Linked DNA regions of Sus scrofa: all the other regions are linked to region 1. The links are chromatin contacts, called in public Hi-C and HiChIP or PLAC-seq maps. All regions are on one chromosome and are shown on one strand. The core of a region is the stretch at or near the end of the contact, and the rest is flanking DNA. Distances in the headings are between cores, read along the strand shown.

Region 1 (4,609 bases), core at 659-3,158:
ATAATACCTACTATTATTTGGGCGACTCTGGGTGCCAGGCAGGTCTAATGTTAGGCGCCTTACTTATCTAACGCTCAACGCTGCAAGGCACACAGCAGATGTGTAGAGGGTTAATTAGAGGTCACAGAATTTTGGTGGCCGCGAAGAGTGTAAGACCCAGATTTCCTGAAACCAAAACCAGTGTTTCTATGTCAAGTTCTATACTTCATCACAGTATCTCCCTGATTTGTGTTTCAAAGATGAGAAATAGCCTTTGCTATTATATTGTTAAAAGACTATGATATTCTGTGCAACTTACTATCACTAATTCCACTAATCCTCATGACATAGGGAGTGAATTATGGCCTCTTAAATTTTTTTTTTTATAGCTAAACACAAGGGTTTCAGGGCAGAGAAGACCTCTATAGAAGAAGTAGCAAGCTGAGCTTTTAATGAAAAATATAAATTAGGGTGGTAATTTACAGGTCAACTTCCAAAGCTAATAACGTAGCTAAGCCTCAGCTTTCATTAAAAGCCAGAACCCAATACTAGAAGATGGTAAGCATTTATCTGTCATCCTTCAGCATCGAATGAAAGACAGCAGTAAAACCAAGAAATAGGAAAAAAACAAAAAAACCCAAAAACACAACCAAGTTAATTGCAGTTAGTTCATATAGGAGAAAAGAGCCAATACTGAGTGCTTCTGTGCATGCCAGGGACTGAGCTCCAGTATTTTACCTATTTCACCTCATTAATTCTCACAGGCACCCCATGAAGTTGGAGTAATTTCCATTTTACAAATGAGGAGACTGAAATAGAGAGGTTGAGTAAACTTGCTGAAGGTCAAACAACTCGTAAGTGGAAGAACTGGAATTCAATCTCAGGAAGCCTGATAGGAGAACAAGCTCCTGAGCATTTAAACATTCAAGGAGGAATAGGCAGATGCAGGTTCTAGAGGAGGGGGAGAGATGACACGGAGCACGTTTGGGGGAGCCTTTCTAGGAGCTGAAAACTCCAAGAGTGAAGACCATAAGCTGCCCTGGAGAAAGTGTTATCACAGAACGGAAGCTCTTCCACCAGATGGTATTTCTGGTCTCTTAATAGGGCAAGAGAACCTAGAAAGCAAATTTCACTGTTCCTATTTATTTTTATAACCTGGCCCCCTAAAACTTGTCCTTCATAACTAGAAATGGTAACAAGTGCCCAGCCAGCTTTTAAGGGATGATAGTGAACAAGCTACCTACCTCAGGTGCAGTGGGACAGAGGGGGCAGGGGAAGCTATGAGTGCTTAACATGCATGTCACAACCTTTGAAAACATTCACCAGGAAATACAGCACTGGTCCAAGACAAGCCTACAAGAGTAAATGACTATTATGGAAGCCGGCAGAGACTCGCAGAAGGTTCAGATCAAAACGTCTCTAAGAGGTCACCTACTGGATGCTTTCTCTTTCCACTACTCCACTAACACGATGAGCATCCCTTCATACTGTTTCTTGATTCTCTGCCTTTGCTGTTTGCTATGCCCAGAATGCCTCTCACCATCCTTCTTCCCTGGCTAATTATCACAAAGCCTTTTAGTGCTCCACAAAGGTTTCTCCTGGTGGCTATCATGAAGTTTCCTGCTAGACTCTGAGCTCCTTGGAGGCAAGGACCACATCGTTTTCATCTTCATATTGTTAGTGCCTTCCACAGAATAAAGTATGCAATAAATGCTTGCTGAAAAAATGGAAATGTTTCTGCCAAGTGGACATCTATCTTTTGCATGAATATTTTTGGCGGTTGGAGAACATACAGTCCTTTAAATCTCACATCCCTAAACCCAGGATTGGAGAGGGAATTTGATTCATGTGTAAAAAATGATCCTTGGGGTTCTCGTCATGGTGCAACAGAAACGAATCTGACTAGCATCCATGAGGACACTGGTTCCATCCCTGGCCTTGCTCGGTGGGTTAAGGATCCAGTGTTGCAGTGACCTATGGTGGTGTAGGTCACAGACGCAGTTCGGTTCCGGCACTGCTGTGGCTATGGTGTAGGCCAGCAGCTGTAGCTCTGATTTGACCCCTAGCCTGGGAACCTCCATATGCCCTAAACAAAAACAAAAACAAAACAAAACAAAAAAAAGACAAAAAAAGATCCAGACTAGGCTCTAACATCAAAAACGAAGCATCTCCCCAGTTATCCTCTGGGGGGGTTAGGATCCTGAGGTTGACATTTTAGTTCTCTTACCCCTGTCTGCAGCGTAATAGGAAGTCAGAGGCAGGCAGCTTCCTTGCAGTAAGTTGTAGTTTGTGGCTGGGTTGGGCCAGGAAATATTTAAGAGGCACATTCACCACCATAAGCGACTTACATCTCAGTAATAACTACAGTGGGCAGACTCATGTCCTTATCACCTGCTAATTTATATACAGTATCGTGGGGGAAGGAATCAAATCACACCGGAAGGACCTGTCCAGCATCTTTTGCATGTCTGTGCGCATGTGCGCTGGCAGGTACGTGCACGCATACACAGACAAGCAATACCATCCCAACAGGACAGAGAATACCCGCAGGGTTAGGAAGTCGAGGGTCATTTAGGCAAGCTCCATTTGAGGGCTGAATATTCAAAGGCACAGGAGGAACAATTAAATCAATAAATATAGTTTATTAATCATATTAATAACAACGCTGGGTCAAATAATCAGGGATTCAGCCAATCTGGCAAGTATGGATGAAAATGAAAGGAGGCCTGTGTCCCCTCCCCTTCCCTCCCCCTCATAGGTTTTTTTTTTTTTTTTAATCTAAATTATGTGAGAGTGACTCATACACACACCCATTATGAATCAGTACAGGAAATGATTCCAAGACCTTTGCTAGTGATGAAAGTGCACGTTAAGCTCATTAAGTCTTAGTGGTGATTCTGTCAGCTGACTACAGTCAGCAGAGACTGTCGGGTTCAATTTTTACACCTAAAGTCAAAGTTCAAGAAAGCCAGCTTAAGATTTCCATTTAAAAAGCAGTGAAGAAAAAAAAAAAAAAAAGGCAACACCCACATAAAAATACACGCCTGCTCTGTATGCTCTGCCTTCACCTTTTCTTCACATCTCAGTGTGAGAATCTACCACGCACACAGGAGGAGAGAACCCTTAGGAAAAGACACGAGGCCAGGGGGTCTCCTGGGTTCCCCGAAATCACGGGCAAAGGGGAGTTGGTGGCAAAGAGAAATCACGACCAGCTCTTTCAGAATTAGCCAGTCCGCATGGCTAACTACAACTGTGATTCTTCAAAGCAGCTGGAGGGGAGGAGAGAAGACGCTCAGGAAGCTGCAGATGCTTCTGCCCAAGTTAGTACATCTACTTTCTCAGGGAACCTGGGGTCAAACCACTACCCTAACCCGAAGCAGCAGATTTTCTCCTCTCTATGCCACCACTTGCAGTGGGAGTCCAGACAAGAGTACACAGTTTTCAGGTTTTTTTGTTTTTGTTTTTAAGCAAGGTTTAATTGAACTGCACGGCATCCAGAAGAAAGACATGTACCAGAGAATCCAACCTGAGACTGGATTATACATTGTAGAAAGGGGAGGGAAAATCAATACTAATTGGGAGAGGGAACACGGTAATCAGAAACAACTCCAAAATAAATCATACAATAAATTATTTTTTAAAAGAAACTGATCTACATGCAGGATGGACACGCACGCGTGCACACACACACACACACACACACACTCTTCACACATGTCAATCTAGTCTTTTATTCAGTGTTGACTATGGCTCCCGTGCTGGTCGCCGTGGGAAAGGACAAAGGTCAGACACGAGAAAAGAAGGCTCGGCCCCCTCTGCCACCAGTGGAATGAGATTTAAGACAATTAGAGAGGGAACCCACTAAGTTGTCAGAAACAGGAGTAAAAAGAAGGAAACAGCAGTTATCAAGGAAGATTTTAATTGCTTCAAAGAGGGAGCAAGGAAGACAGCACAGAAATCTAACACAAGTAAAGGCACAATGAACGTGGAGTTGAATGGAACCAAACCCTTCCTTCGGTCAAACTGTTATCCTTTTTTTTTTTTTAATATGTGTTTTGAAGGTGGTTGTAGTTTTGCTTCATTTTGCTTTTAGGGGATGAGTTGTAACGCCTCCCATTCCCTAAACTGGGGTGGCTCACAGAAAGCCACCTTGACCACATACGGCCAGGGACTGAGATTCAATAGATAAAGAAAGACTACAACTGGCATGTGAAGAATTTGATTTGCAGCTGATGGTAGGTTGGGTTTCCAGAAGAACAGACAGCTCAGTGTAGTGCCATCAAAGGGCCTCAGCTGCCCTACACTCCGCCCCCAGCGCTCTGCAGAAGGGAAGGACCCTGGAGTCACACTTCTCCCCCACTCCCATAAGCACTCGGCCTACAGATTATTTCAAGTGATCAGGAGAATTAAAATACACCCCAACCCTGAGTTGCTCTGTGGTAAGTCTATTTACAAATTTATCTCACCTCTCCCTGGAGGTAAATCTGGGTTTCCAGTCGGGAAGCTAGGGGGCGAGGGGGTGGCCCCAGGGCCAAGGCCAGTGGCTAGTCTCCTTGCCTTTGCCAGTTGGGATGGGATGAATTTCTGGAGACGGGAGCCTCATATCCGAGGGGGGACAGCCCTTAGTGCT
Region 2 (4,609 bases), core at 678-3,177, 220 kb after region 1:
CAGTGCCCACCGCGGAGCCAGGCAGGGAGCAGTCACCGGATGTAATACTTGGTATTTACCAACTACCTCCCAGTCCAGGGGACGGGAAGATGGGCATTTTTCTCCCTGCTACAGGCGGGAGAATGAAACTTGGAGGAGAAGGGAAGGACCCAGGAGACTGGGACTCCTTTCTGTCCCCCCCCCCCCGGGCTTTAAATATGAGGTTTAAATAGGCATAAATATTAAATAGAGATAAATACACTGGAAGGGGAGGGCTCTGCTCAGGGCTCGGCGAGGTAGCGCAGGACACGGTACGCCAGCTCCAGGAAGCTCTGCAGCTGGGAGACAACCAGGACCCCTCCTGCCCGGCGCTGGAAGGCCGAGGTGAAGGTCGGCACGGTGCCCTGGGTGGGAAGCGAGGCCGGGGCCATCCTCAGGTCTTCCATCTGTGGGGGAAGATGAGAGCAGCCGTCAGACCCTGCCGAGTGGGCATTACCACTGCGAGAAGGAAGGGCTGGTGGGCCGTGGAAGGTCAGGGTTAGTGGTGAAGCCAGGACCAGAACCCAGGACTGTTTCAAGGTCCTGTGAACTGATTCACACCCCCAACTAGGGGAAATGGGGGAGGGTCCTGGGATGGGCTGGTAGCTCCATACCTCCAACGCCCCCTGCCCCTCCCAGCCCTGCAAGGCTCCTGCCCCAGCCCTAAAGAACCCCGGGATCCCCGGGCTGGCAGCACGGCCTTTGAAGACCATCTGGGTCCAGGCCCCCAATGCTTGCTGCTCCCAGAGAGACTCACCTGCAGCCAGATGTTGGTGGCTAAGTCGGTGACATCCAGCTGCAGTATGTCCAGGGCGGGGGCCAGCTCTGGGGAGATGCCCGCCAGGGCCTGCAGGAGGCCCTGGTAGAGGACGAGGCCGCCATGCAGTTGGTTCAGGCAGCCAGTCTGGGGGGATGGGGAGGAGTCAGGGGGTGTTCCTTCCAGATCACCTTTCCTACCCCCTCACCTCCCTTCTCCCCTCCGGAACTCACCAGCTGCAGGGCCTGGCTGGAGCAGCTGCTCAGGGAAGCCTGGGGGAGGCCCAGAGAGTGCCCGAGCAGCACCAGCTCCTGGGGGTGGCACAGCTTGTGGGTGGCACACTGGGGGCGGGAAGGATGCCGAGTGAGGGGGGCTGACAGGGCTGGGCTGTCCTCCCTTCCGAGCGCCCCCATCTCTCTGAGGTCTTTTCCTCCTTCCACCTCCCACCAGGCTTCTTGCTCCCCTTCCTCCGTCCACTCCGCAGCCAGCCCCTCCCAGCACTGTCCCCAAGAAGTTCTCCCCCGCCCCCAGCTCTGTGCCAGTGCCCAGGGCTCCACCTCTCCTTGCCAGTCCATTACCCCCAGTCTCTCCTCTCCCAATCTGGAGGCATTCTTTCCCAAGGGTCCCTTCGCCTCCTTCTCCCCCAACCTCTCCTCTGTGCCCCCTCCTGCAGCACCTCTGTCCCCTCCCTGACCCTCCGCTGCCGGCCTCCCTCACTCACCAGCCTCTCCTGCAGCTCGGCGCCATCAGCCTGGATTTTCCTCACTTGCTCTAAGCACTTGAGCAGGAAGCTCTGGGGCAGGGAGCTGGCAGGGCTGAGAGGGGCGGCTTCGGGCACCATCCAGAGTGCAATGTGCCAGAGCAGCAGCTGCAGGGCTGGGAGCAGACAGGGGCTCAGGGAACGTGCCGTCCACTCCACCTGAGTCCCTTTCCAGGATCCTAGGGACCCCCAGTCCTCTGCCCCTCTGCCCCTCCCCACGTCCAGGGCCCCGGACACTCACCCATCAGCTTCATGGGGCTCTGGGCAGCAGGCTCAGCCGAGGGTCTGGGTGGGTCTGTAGGTTCTGGGTTCTGTCAGGGACCAGATCTGGGGGCCTTTATACATAAGCCCATGGAGGCCTGGGAGGAAATTACCTGGTGCCGCGACTAAGGCTTAGTAATAACTTCCCAAGACTTATGCAAATTTGTTGTCCAGGACAATGCAGGGCGGTTGGGGCAAAACAAAAAAAAAAAACTGTTTGCGAAAGTTTTGTGAAATTGTGGAATCTCTGATTCTTCTTTGACGTCTGGTCCCCCTCGGACTCCCTTCCTCCCCTAGCCCCACCCAGGCCTGCATTGCCCCAGGGTGTTTGAACCGCTAAACAAAAGCTGAGCCAGTGATAGAGGCCTTGGGGGCTGGAGTAAGGTCAGAACTCAGGGCAGAGGCAGGCCTCCCTCCCTCCCCGGCACATGTCCCCATGAAGCCCCCTTTGCCACTCTCTCTTGGGATTCTCAAGCCACCTGCTCCCTCAGCCCCAGCTCTGAGAAGGAAGAAGCTAGGTGCTCCCGTTTCTATCCCCCAAATTCCCAGGCACCTGCCTCCCTGAGTGCCCTTCGGAGGGGCTGGAGCCTGAGATAAGGACATGGGGGTCTTGCCTCCTGTCCCCAGCCCACACTGTGATAGGCACCATCCCAGGTTCCTGTTCTGAACTGGGTAGCTGGGAACTCCCCAATCCCCCCCATGACTCATTCCTTTAAGCCCCCGGAATCCTGGCAGAGACTGGAGGAAACCGGATGACTGTCCTGATGAAGCAAGACCCTTCGAGCCTCTTAGTTCACCTGACCTTGCCCTTCCTCCTCCTCCCCCCGCACTACCCCTCCCCCGACAATGTCCTAGTGCTTTGGGGCTTGAGGATCTGGGATATGGGGCTTCCCTGGCCAGGTTCACTGCCAGCCAGAGTATGGGTGCTGTCCTGAGCAGAGAAGGGTGAGAAAGAAGAAAGTGCCTGGCTTCAAACTGGAGAACCATGCACTGTGAGCGCTGGAAGGGACTTTGGAGTTCGTTCCAACCCTGTGAACTGGGCCAGTGAGGGCAGAGCCTTGCCCAAGGTCATGGGCAGCAGAGTCAGAGTTATAACCTGGACCTCTGCCTGGCGCCTGAGAGTTTTCCACAGGCCATGGGGCCTACCTGGGGAAGTCTGACCAACTGCACTCAAGGCTGTCACTTTCTGTCCCAATTTACCCTACAAGGTGCCAGAACAGTGAGCCTTTGGATGAGGAGTGGGTGTGTCTGACTGGGCCAGGCCATCTCTGCGGAGACGGGGCCCCCTGGTGGCCACAACGGGAAGGGACGTCACCGGCTAATCCAGTCATTTCTTGCCTCTGGTCCCCTGGCCTGCAGGGTGGCCTTGGCCCCCAACAACACCTTAGGTTAGGCAACTGGCTACCAGGCCCCGACTGAGCCCATCCCTGGGCCCAGCTCCATGGGAATATAGGGGCGGGTTTAACAGAACCGTGAGGGGCCTCCTCTCCCTCCCAAGAACCTCCAGAGGACAACCCTGCTCCAGACATTATATCAGGCACACTCTATACACTGGCAGATGCACTCCTTTCAAAAAACCTATGAGGAGGGTACCAGAGCCATCCCCCTCTTTTTTTGGCCATGTCTGTGCCATGGGGAAGTTCCTGGACCAGGGATCGAACCCACCACTACAGCAGCGATCTGAGCCACAGCAGTGACAACACTGATTTTTTGTTTGTTTGTTTTGGGGGCTGCACCTGAGGCATACGGAAGTTCCAAGGTTAGCGGCTGAATCAGAGCTGTAGCTGCCGGCCTACACCAGTCACAGCAACACTGGATCCCAGCTGTGTCTGCGACCTACACCACAGCTCACAGCAACGCTGGATCCTTAATCCACTGAACAAGGCCAGGGATTGAACCCTCATCCTCATGGATACTAGTTGGATTTGTTTCCACTGAGCTACAGCAGGAACTCCTGACAACGCTGATCTTTAACCCTCTAGGCCATCAGGGAACTCCCCCATTTCTGCTTTTATAGAAGACGAACCTGACCTTGGGGAGGTTAAGCAACTTGCCCAAATAGCAGAGCCACGGTCTGCCTTGTCTTCAACTCTGGGTCAGATCAGAGCTGCAGTTCTCAGCCTACACCACAGCCACGGGAACAGTGGCTCCAAGCCGCATCTGTCAACTACTCTGTAGCTCGCAGCAATGCCAGATCCTTAACCCCTGAGTGAAGCCAGGGATCGAACCCACATCCTCACAAAGACAATGTTGGGTCCTTAACCCACTGACTGAGCCACATCAAGAACACTGAGTCTTAAGCTCTTAACCACTGAATCTAGTAACCCACGACCATGCCAGGTCTACGCTGCAACTTTTTTTTTTTTGTCTTTTCTAGGGCCACACCTGTGCCATATGGAAGTTCCCAGGCTAGGGGTCTAATCGGAGCTGTAGCCGCTAGCCTATGCCAGAGCCACAGCAACACGGGATCCGAGTCACATCTGCAACCCACACCACAGCTCACGGCAACGCCGGATCCTTCACCCACTGAGCAAGGCCAGGGATCGAACCCGCCACCTCATGGTTCCCAGTCAGATTTGTTAACCACTGCACCACAACGGGAACTCCTACACCACAACTTTTAATTTACACCTACAGTTCAAGTGTGTCAGATATTTGGCTTGAAAAAATGCTAATTCTAACAAGGGTGGCCGGCACAGGGAAAGGACTCGAGACCATGATTTGAAGAAAACAGGCTGTTTTGTCTGAGAAACAAGAAGGGGGTTGTTGTGTGGTCTCAAGGACTACAGGTGGGACAGGGAGTGGAAGTCAGG
Region 3 (4,609 bases), core at 570-3,069, 190 kb after region 1:
TAATGGGGTTCTTTTTTAGTTGACTCTTTCAAAGTAGAGTTGATTTACAGTGTTGTGCCAATTTCCATATATATATATGTACATATATATATATATACTTTTTTTTTTTTTTAGTGCCGCACCAGTGGCACATGTAGGTTCTCAGGCTAGGAGTCAAATCAGAGCTGTAGCAGCTGGCCTATACCACAGCCACAGCAAAGCTGGATCTGAGCCACGTCTGCAACTTATACCACAGCTCACAGCAATGCTGGATCTTCAACTCACTTAGCAAGGCTAGGGATCCAACCTGCCTCCTCATGGATACTAGTCAGATTCATTTCCGCTGAGCCACGACAGGAACTTCTCCATTTTCTTTTTTTTTTTAAAGGGCTGAATCTGCAGCATATGGAGATTTCCCAGGCTAGGGGTTGAATCGGAGCTCTAGCCACCGGCCTACACCACAGCCACACAGCAAGGTCAGATCTGAGCCCTGTCTGCGACATACACCACAGCTCACAGCAATGCCGAATCCTTAACCCACTGAGCGAGGCCAGGGATTGAACCTGCAACCTCATTGTTACTAGTCGGAGTCGTTTCCGCTGTGCCACAATGGCACCTCCCTATTGTTTTTAATAATTTTTTAAAATAATTGTTTTAGATTTATAGGGATAAAATGAAAATAGTGGAGAGTCTCTATGTACCCCACACTCAACTCCCCCCCCCTTTTTTAAACATCTTATGTTAGTGTGGTACATTTGTTAACATTATTATACACTATTGATACATTATTGTTAACTAAAGTCCATGTTTTTTTCAGATTGCTTAGTTTTCACCTAATGTTCTTCTGGTTCAGGACTACATCCAGGTTACCAAGTTACATTTAGTCATTATGTCTCCTTGGACTCTTGACTATGAAGGTTTCTCAGACTGTCCTTATTTTTTTTTTTTTTTGTCTTTTTTGTTGTTGTTGTTGTTGCTATTTCTTGGGCCCTCCCGCGGCATATGGAGGTTCCCAGGCTAGGGGTTGAATCAGAGCTGTAGCCACCGGCCTACACCAGAGCCACAGCAATGCAGGATCCGAGCCGCGTCTGCAACCTACACCACAGCTCACGGCAACTCCGGATCGTTAACCCACTGAGCAAGGGCAGGGACCGAACCCGCAGCCTCATGGTTCCTAGTCGGATTCGTTAACCACTGCGCCACGATGGGAACTCCAGACTGTCCTTATTTTTGATAACCTAAACCTCAGTTTCTTCCTTACTTCTGTCTTCAGGCAGTATGCTGGGCCAGGAGATTCTGGAAGGATCGCCAGATTTGGGGGTTGAAGTGGTGGGTGATGTGTGTGCAACTGACAGAACCTCAACGTTGCTTCTGGAATACAGGTATGGAAATGAGAAGAACTCTGGTAGGCACGGCCAAAAAAATAAAAACCAAACCAACCAACCAACCAAACACCCTGGTAGATTCAGGTATTTAGGAGAACAACAACAACAACAAAAAGTCCGGGAGAGAGAAAATCTACTGATGAACGTAAACCATACCCTTGGTGTTGCCTACTAACCAGCAGGTAATGAAAGCCCATCCTAAGGTAACTTAAATGCTCGGTCGACAGTGACGTCACTGGAGGAAGCCTTTGCGAGAGGCCTTTAGAGAGCCTTTCCCAGCATCTCAGTGATGCCCGAGCTCCCACACGTCCTTCCCTGAAGGAGAGAAAATGCAGACTGACTAGCTTCGTTCCTTAGCTTCCTTACCAACGGAGTCCACAGAACTACAATTCCCAGAAGGCATCGTGGAGTAACCAGTCTCTTATCGCATTCTTATTGGTTCATGGTTGTTACTCTCAGCCAATAGAAAATTAGCTCTTTAATAAGTGCCAAAATGGCGCTACGTAGGATCTAGAACTAGGTTGTCCGGTAGGCTTAAATTTGGGGAGGTGATGGATGAAAAGTGAACAGGGAATTAAAGTTTCAGGGTTGGGGAGGGTGGAGGAAATGGGGGGAAAATCTGGATTTGAGATGGTAGCGGCTCAGGGACGCAGCCAGAGCTAAGGGCGTAGTCAGGCACCCGGAACCGGCTTAACCCCTTGCTGCCCGTTCTTTGTATTAAACCCCTTTGACACCCTCTTTTTAGTTAGTGCTCCAGTTTAAAGAAGGACGGTTCAGGAGGAAAGAATCTGACAGGATCCTTACTTTGCCCCTTTCCCCTTTTTCTCATTTCTAGTTCTGCCTTCGTTAAATCTTCCTGTATCTTCTCCATTCCATTTAACTCTGCCCCTCCCCCCCGTTCTTTTCCTCAGAATCTCCTCTCCCCTCCTCTAGCTCGATTTCTCCCCCCTCAAAGCTGACCTCCACCGGCCCCGCCGCCTCAGAGTGAAATCATGAAGGTGGTGAACCTGAAGCAAGCCATTTTGCAAGCTTGGAAGGAGCGATGGAGTGACTACCAGTGGTCAATCAACATGAAGAAATTCTTTCCCAAAGGAGCCACCTGGGACATTCTCAACCTAGCAGGTCTCGTGTGAAGTAGGAAGGAAGGATGGATGGGAGGGCTAACCCCAGAAATGTTGTAACCACTCAGTCTTCCTTTGTTATTGCCCTTGCAGAAGCACTACTGGAGCAGGCCATGATTGGACCGTCCCCCAATCCTCTCATCCTGTCCTACCTGAAGTATGCCATTAGTTCCCAGGTAAATTGTTCCCCTTATTCCAAAAAGTGAGGGTTTGGAGGTGAAAGACTTGGAGTCTGTCAGCTCACACTTTCTGGGTGAATGTGCCTGAACACATCATTTGTCTGAGCCTCAGTTTTCTCTTGAAAATGTCATCTTTCACTTGTTGTGATGAATATTGCATTCACTGTCCTCTGAATAAACATTCACAAATGCTTGTATGTGCCAGGCAATGCTATAGGCACTGGGGATTTACCTGTGAACAGAGCTAATCCCAGCACACAATGAATTTATTAGGTAGTACAAGCATGTAAATAAGCAGCCAATCACAGGATGGGATTATGATTAGGCTAGGGCAGAGTATTGTGGAGTACATGGGAGGGATGCTTAATCCAGTCTGAGTGATTAGGGAGGAAGTGATGTTTAAACCAAATCATGAGTGTTGAGTGGGAGTTAACCAGGCAGATTGATGAGCATGTACACAGCAGAGAGAAAAACATGCAAAGGCTGGGAGACAAACATCACATGATATTTAGGAACTGGAAATAATGTGATATGATAGAGCAGCAGTTTTGGTCTCAGGACGTTTTAATTCTCTTAAAAATTAAGGCTCCTGGAATTCCCATACTGGCTCAGTGGTTAATGAACCTGACTAGCATCCCTGAGGTCGCGGGTTCGATCCCTGGCTTTGCCCAGTGAGTTAAGGATTGCCTTGAGCTGTCATGTAGGTTGCAGACACGGCTCGGGTCTGATATTGTTGTGGCTGTGGCATACTATGCCAGTGGCTACAGCTCCGATTTGACCCCTCGCCTGGGAACTTCCATATGCCATGGGTGCGGCCCTAAAGAGACCAAAAAAAAAAAAAGAAAAAAAAAATTGAGACTCCCATACAGCTTTTGTTTATATGTATCATAGTTATTCATATTTACATTTTAGATATTGAAAGATAAAATTTTAAACTTATTAATGTATTTAAAAGTAACAAAAAATTAAACCCATAATATACTAATATAAATAACATTTTAATGAAAAATAACTATTTTCCAAAACCAAAAAAATTAGTGAGAAAGTTGGCATTGTTTTACATTTTTTGCAAATCTCTTTTAATTCTGGCTTAATATATAGAATACAGCTGAGGCGTTCCCATCACGACTTAGCAGTAACCAACCCGACTTGTATCCATGACGACTCGGGGTTCGATCCCTCATCTCGCTCAGTGGGTTAAGGATCTGGCATTGCTGTGAGCTGTGGTGTAGATCACAGACGTGTCTCAGATCTAGTGGCGTTGCTGTCTGTGGCTGTGGCATAGGCCAGCAGCTGCAGCTCTGATTCAATCCCAAGCATGGGAACTTCCATGTGCCTTGGGTTCAGCCCTAAAAAAAAAAAAAGAATACAGCTGAATTCTCATCTGTGCTTCTTTTTTTTTGGTCTTTTGTCTTCTTAGGGCGGCACCCACAACATATGGAGATTCCCAGGCTAGGGGTTGAATTGGAGCTGTAGCCACCGGCCTACGCCAGAGCCACAGCAACGTGGGATCCGAGCCGCGTCTGCAACCTACACCACAGCTCACGGCAACGCCAGATCCTTAACCCACTGAGCAAGGGCAGGGACCGAACCCGCAACCTCATGGTTCCTAGTCAGATTCGTTAACCACTGTGCCACGACGGGAACTCCTCAATGAACTTCTTGTAGTCTTTTTAAAATCCTTTGGTCTCTCTTGCACTTTTTTTTTTTTTTTTTTGCTTTTTAGGGTTATGGAAGTTCTCAGGCTAGGGGTTGAATCAGAGCTGTAGCTGCAGGTCTGTGCCACAGCTACACCAGTGCCAGATCTGAGCCCAAGTCTGTGGCCTACACCATAGCTCACAGCAACGCTGGATCCTTAACCCACTGAGCAAGACCGGAATTGAACCTATGTCCTCTTGGATGCCAGTCAGATTCACTAACTGCTGAGCAGCAACGAGAACTCCTC
Region 4 (4,609 bases), core at 1,528-4,027, 150 kb after region 1:
AGCGGCTGTTAACAGAGAGAGGAGCAGGGTAGATAAATAGAAGCTTCTGGGGCAAGGGAGAGTCCTGCCTCTTCATTATTCTGTATCCACTCCAGTGGTAGAAGGAAGATCCCACCAAAAAAAAAAAAAAAAAGAAAAGAAAAGAAAAAAAAAAAAAAAAAAGAGTTCCCGCCATGACGCAGCGGAAACGAATCCAACTAGGAACCATGAGGTTGCGGGTTCGATCCCCGGCCTTGATCAGTGAGTTAAGGATCTGGCATTGCTGTGAGCTGTGGTGTAGGTCGCAGGTGAGGCTCAGATTCTGCGTTGCTGTGGCTCTGGTGTAGACCGGCAGCTGTAGCTCCAATTAGATCTTCTAGCCTGGGAACCTCCATATGCCCCGGGTGCGGCCCTAAAAAAAAAGATCCCAAAGTTTCTTCTTTGTCAGGAAGAAAAAAGGAGAGGCCCTCTCTGAAGTGCAGAGGAAGGAGGGAGAAGAAGTTAACTCCCCTCTTTTGCCTCCTCCCTCCCGGCCTCCGCCTTCATACCTCACACAGACTGCAAAACAACCCAGCTTCTTGCCAAGAGTTAGGCTGACTGCATTTCAGCTGCCTCTGCTTCCTCCTCCCTCTCACTGGCTGTAAACTCAGGGAGGCAGTCTTGACCCTTGGCCCTCCCCGCATAGGGATAAACACCAGCAAGCAGGACCAGGGGTGGGCAGGGGCATGGCAACAGCAAACAGAGCTGTAGGTACCAACCAGGGCAAGCAAAGGGAGTGTGCCAAGGAGGGTGCCAGGCCGGTGGGGAGCTAGAGGTCATGCCAAGGTCCCTGACTTTGAGTCCAGCCCTGGCAGTCCTGTCCCTGGCCCTGATGGCGCTTCAGGAAGGGCACAGAGAGTGTGCAGGGCTGGATATGGCAGCTCACCTCCCCATCTTTCCCCGCAGAGCCCAGCGGGAGGAGGGAGAGGAAGAGGCCGAGTTGAGAAGCAAGTTTTCCTGAAAAGCCTCTTTCCTGGTTTGTCCTGGCCCCTCCCAGGTCCTCCCATGCTCTGCTTGCTGTAGCTTCCCAGCTCTGGGCCAAGGGGCCGGGACAGGCCAAGGAAGAGCCCACTGCCATCTCTCTCCCCCACTTTCCTTGGGGGCAGGGGAACAAAGGGAAAGCCCAGGCCTTTCCAGGGAGCCCGTCTGTCTTCCCCTGGGAGTCAGAGGGTCAGTGAGTGGTCAGGCCAGCTGCCCAGCCGCCTCCTTTCAGTCCTCTCGGCTTCCTCACCACCCAGCTCACTCCTTCCTTGGTGTTTGCACTCCTCCCTTTTCTCTGCCTCTTTGGTGGCTGTTGCCTTTCCAGGCATCTATCCATGCTGTCGCAGGAGCTCCCTGTGTGCAAGTGGAGAAGGGCTTCCTGTGTGAAAAAGAAAAAAGAAAAAACAAACTCTCCTTAGAAGGCAGTGGGACTGGGAGGGATTAGCAGGAAGCAGCAGGTGGCCCAGGTTCATTCTTCACTCGCCTGCTGCAAGAGGCTCCCAGGAGTTCTTGTGGCTCAGCAGTAATGAACCCGACTAGTGACTGGTATCCATGAGGACTCAGGTTTCATCCCTGAGCCTAAAGGTCGGGCGTTGCCATGAGCTGTGGTGTAGGTCGTGGACATGGCTTGTATCCCATGTTGCTGTGGCTGTGGCTGTGGCTGGCAGCTGCAGCTCCAATTCGACCCCTAGCCCTGGACCTTCCATGTGCCGTGGGTGTGGCCCTAAAAAGCCAAAAAAAAAAAAAAGAGGCTCCCAGCTCTCTACGTAGCCCAAACCTCAAACAGAATAGACCACAGAATAGACCTCTCTCTACTTTACTTGAGACCAGGACAGGTTTGCACCAATGGGGCAGTTGCTCCTCTAAAGAGAGATGCTGGCTGTTTCTAACCCCTGTTCAGTGTTTCACTTTCACAGCCACCCACCTCCCTAACGGTGGGCAAATGAAACTAGCAAGGGATGTCTGACCTTGGGCCAATCGCTCCTTCTAAGCCTCATTCTCCTGTCAGCAAAGGAGGGAGGGTAAGGCGGTCTTTGTGTGCCCTTCTGTGGAATCCACGCTACCCTGAAGCACTGGGGGTGGAGGTGTCACTCTGCTCCCAGGCTCTTGCCTCACCTCTGGCTCCTTTACGTTAGGACGGAAAAGCACTTTCACCACAGTTCCCCTTCCTTGTCTTTTTTATTTCCCAGACAAAAGGAAATGACTCACCCCAAAGTCAACTTGAGTGGGTGGGGTGGTGTCATACAAGCAAACAGGGAGTCCCCAAGGACATCCTCACCCCCATGGCAACTCTTTTCCCTACAAGGAGTCACGTTTCCTTTCCATCTCAGGACTTGGTCCTGAGCAGCAGAAGTTCAGCTTAAGTTCCTGACCCTGGGGGTGTCACCCTCCCCTACTTGTCATCTCTCTCCTGTTAACAGTAACCTCAAAGGCTAGGTCAGTCCTGCAATCACGTGAAGCCCTCACGTTTGCAAGGTCTGCAGAAAGGAGCTGTTAGCTTTGATCTCCCAGGGAGCAGCCAAGCTTGCCAGTCCCTCCTTAGGAATTCACATGCCTCTGCCATACAGGCTTTCCAAACGAGCCACCCTGAGCCTTCAGCGCACCCCACCCCATGCGGCTCTCAGCTCCTCCCCGGTCCCAGCAAGAGCTTTTGCAGGAGGAAGTGGGGAAATAACGCAGCCCGCCCACTTTGCCAGCGGACTACATATCCCGACAGCCTCGGGTTTACGCAGGCGCACGGAGCTCAACGTGCCTGCTGCTGGAAAAGTGTGTCACTGGGGCACGAGGCGCTCCCTGGGATCACATGGTACCTGCTCCAGTGCCGCGTGCGGCCCGGGAACCCTGGGTTGCTGGCGCCTGCGCAGAGCCCTCTGTCCCAGGGAAAAAGGCTGGGGCAAAAGGCGGCTGAGATTGGCAGAGTGAAATATTGCTGCTGAGGGAACGTAGCAGGGCACACGTCTCGCTTCTTCGCGCCTGGGTGCCCCCTTTCTCCCCATCACCTACTTACTTCCTGACTGCAACCTCTCTCCCTCTGGGACTTTTGCACCGGGAGCTCCAGATTCGCTACCCTGCAGCGCTGCGGAGCCGTCAGGCAGTGGCATCCCGTGCACTGCAGAGACCCGACCCTTCTTGCTACCTTCTGGCCAGAACTACCGCAGGCTGATTCCCCCCGCCCCTTCCCCCACACTCTCTCTGCTCTTCCCATGCAAAGCAGATCTCCGTTGCTTCAGCGTCCTACCCTTCTGCAGGACTGCAGTCCGGCCAACCCAAGACCTTGCTGCAGGGTGCCTCAGATCCTGATCGCGAACCGGGTCCACTCTTGGCCCTCAGCCAGTGCCCAGGGGGCGACAGTGACAATTCTAACCTCCAGTTTGTGTCAAGGTCCAGTTTGAATGACCGCTGTCAGCCGGTGAAGACATGACGACCCTGGACTCCAACAACAACACAGGTACTAAGATTTCTTTGCTACCATCATTCTTTCTCTGTTGCTGTCTCCTCTCCTCCATCTACGCCTTACGCCTTAGAACAAGAGGAACTTTGTAAGGGACTGGGGACTCCCTCCGCCTAGGGATTTGCTAGTGTGATGGGGGCCACGCTAGGATTTGCTAGACTGGGATTTCCAGAACAGGTTCTTCGGCCTGGGAATGCCCTCGGAGGCGCCCAACCATCACCCCCTCAGAGTCCCAAAGCTCCCTTTAGCCTGAAGCACTCGTATAGCGAGGAAGGAGGAAATGGAGAGCGGGTACGTGTGCTGAGATGAACAGTTTAAAGGAACTGGGAGCTCTGGAGCAGTGCCCCGAAACGCCCCCGTCTGTCCACCCCCTGCAGTTATGGCATGCCTGGACTTCTCAGGAGGACCCCCCCCCCGCGCGCCCCTCCTCTCTTCCTCTTCCTTAGCTCCTGCAGGCTTGAAAGAACTTAAGGAGCATTGGGGCGATCTGGGTTCCAGGCAGGAGGGGCTGGGGGAATGTGTACGATCTCACTGGGGAATCCTCAGTGACAGTAGGGAGCGGCACTTGAGGAGCCCCAAGAGTGGTGCTCTGCCCCAGGGAGGACACCCAGAGCGCCCAAGCGCCCGGAGCGCTCACATGGCTGCGGAGCCGGGCCCACGTGCTGAGTTTGTTTTCATTCAGCTGAAGCCGTGGCCGCCACCCCATTGGTGGTTGCCTCCCGGCCCCGTTACATAATGAGCTCCGCCTCCCAGGTTGCCCAGGCAACGCGTGTTCTCTTCTCTCCTCCCCTCAGTAATCCCCGCCCAGCTGGCGTTCGGAGCCCAGCCCAAGATTCGGACCCCGGACGCTGAGGAGGGGCGGGGCGAGGGCGGGGTTGCTGCTTCGGATTGACAGGAAGAGGAGAGGGCGGGGCCTAGGGTTCTGGGGTTCCTCGTTGGGGAGCCACGTGCAAGAGGCACACGTGGAGCTGGGACGTGAGGCCGGCTGAGGGCTTGGCTCCCGCCCCGCCCCGCTGAGATCTGGGTGAAGCTGGGCTGACTCACCGCCCCCGCCTGCCTCCTTTTCCTGTCCTCCTGGCCGGGGGGGGGGGGGGGGGGGGGGGCCCTTCCCTATAACCGATGAAGCGTATGATGGAGCCATCCCTGACCTCTCGTGCC

Evidence for each region. Hi-C and Micro-C count contacts between places; a contact is called where the count stands out from the background. HiChIP or PLAC-seq counts read pairs in DNA pulled down with a chosen protein or histone mark.
Region 2: a Hi-C map of subcutaneous adipose tissue shows a contact between it and region 1, with 2.1 times the contacts expected there. The contact joins the promoter of CSF3 here to the promoter of CDC6 in region 1. A contact is called at or near these places in 5 of 47 Hi-C or Micro-C datasets (embryonic fibroblasts, fetal skeletal muscle, retroperitoneal adipose tissue and 2 more) and 1 of 2 datasets of contacts at active chromatin or transcription factors (alveolar macrophages).
Region 3: a Hi-C map of epiblast stem cells shows a contact between it and region 1, with 1.8 times the contacts expected there. The contact joins the promoter of MED24 here to the promoter of CDC6 in region 1. A contact is called at or near these places in 2 of 5 promoter capture datasets (fetal liver and fetal skeletal muscle), 1 of 47 Hi-C or Micro-C datasets (epiblast stem cells) and 2 of 2 datasets of contacts at active chromatin or transcription factors (alveolar macrophages and skeletal muscle).
Region 4: an H3K27ac HiChIP or PLAC-seq map of alveolar macrophages shows a contact between it and region 1. The contact joins the promoter of NR1D1 here to the promoter of CDC6 in region 1. A contact is called at or near these places in 2 of 2 datasets of contacts at active chromatin or transcription factors (alveolar macrophages and skeletal muscle).

Annotation. Positions count from the first base shown.
Region 1 is chr12:22,116,533-22,121,141 of Sscrofa11.1, forward strand. CDC6 (cell division control protein 6 homolog) reads right to left here and starts at 1,909. Exons shown (of 13, transcript XM_003131471.4): 1 at 1-1,909. It also overlaps a transcript of WIPF2 not described here.
Region 2 is chr12:22,334,022-22,338,630 of Sscrofa11.1, forward strand. CSF3 (colony stimulating factor 3 (granulocyte)) reads right to left here and starts at 1,928. Exons shown (of 5, transcript NM_213842.1): 1 at 1,777-1,928; 2 at 1,497-1,651; 3 at 1,009-1,116; 4 at 776-922; 5 at 1-425. The coding sequence starts at 1,789. The coding sequence ends at 261.
Region 3 is chr12:22,307,185-22,311,793 of Sscrofa11.1, forward strand. MED24 (mediator of RNA polymerase II transcription subunit 24) reads left to right here and starts at 1,820. Exons shown (of 28, transcript XM_021067025.1): 1 at 1,820-1,892; 2 at 2,276-2,486; 3 at 2,579-2,661. The coding sequence starts at 2,357.
Region 4 is chr12:22,260,772-22,265,380 of Sscrofa11.1, forward strand. NR1D1 (nuclear receptor subfamily 1 group D member 1) reads left to right here and starts at 2,778. Exons shown (of 8, transcript XM_021067027.1): 1 at 2,778-3,448. The coding sequence starts at 3,418.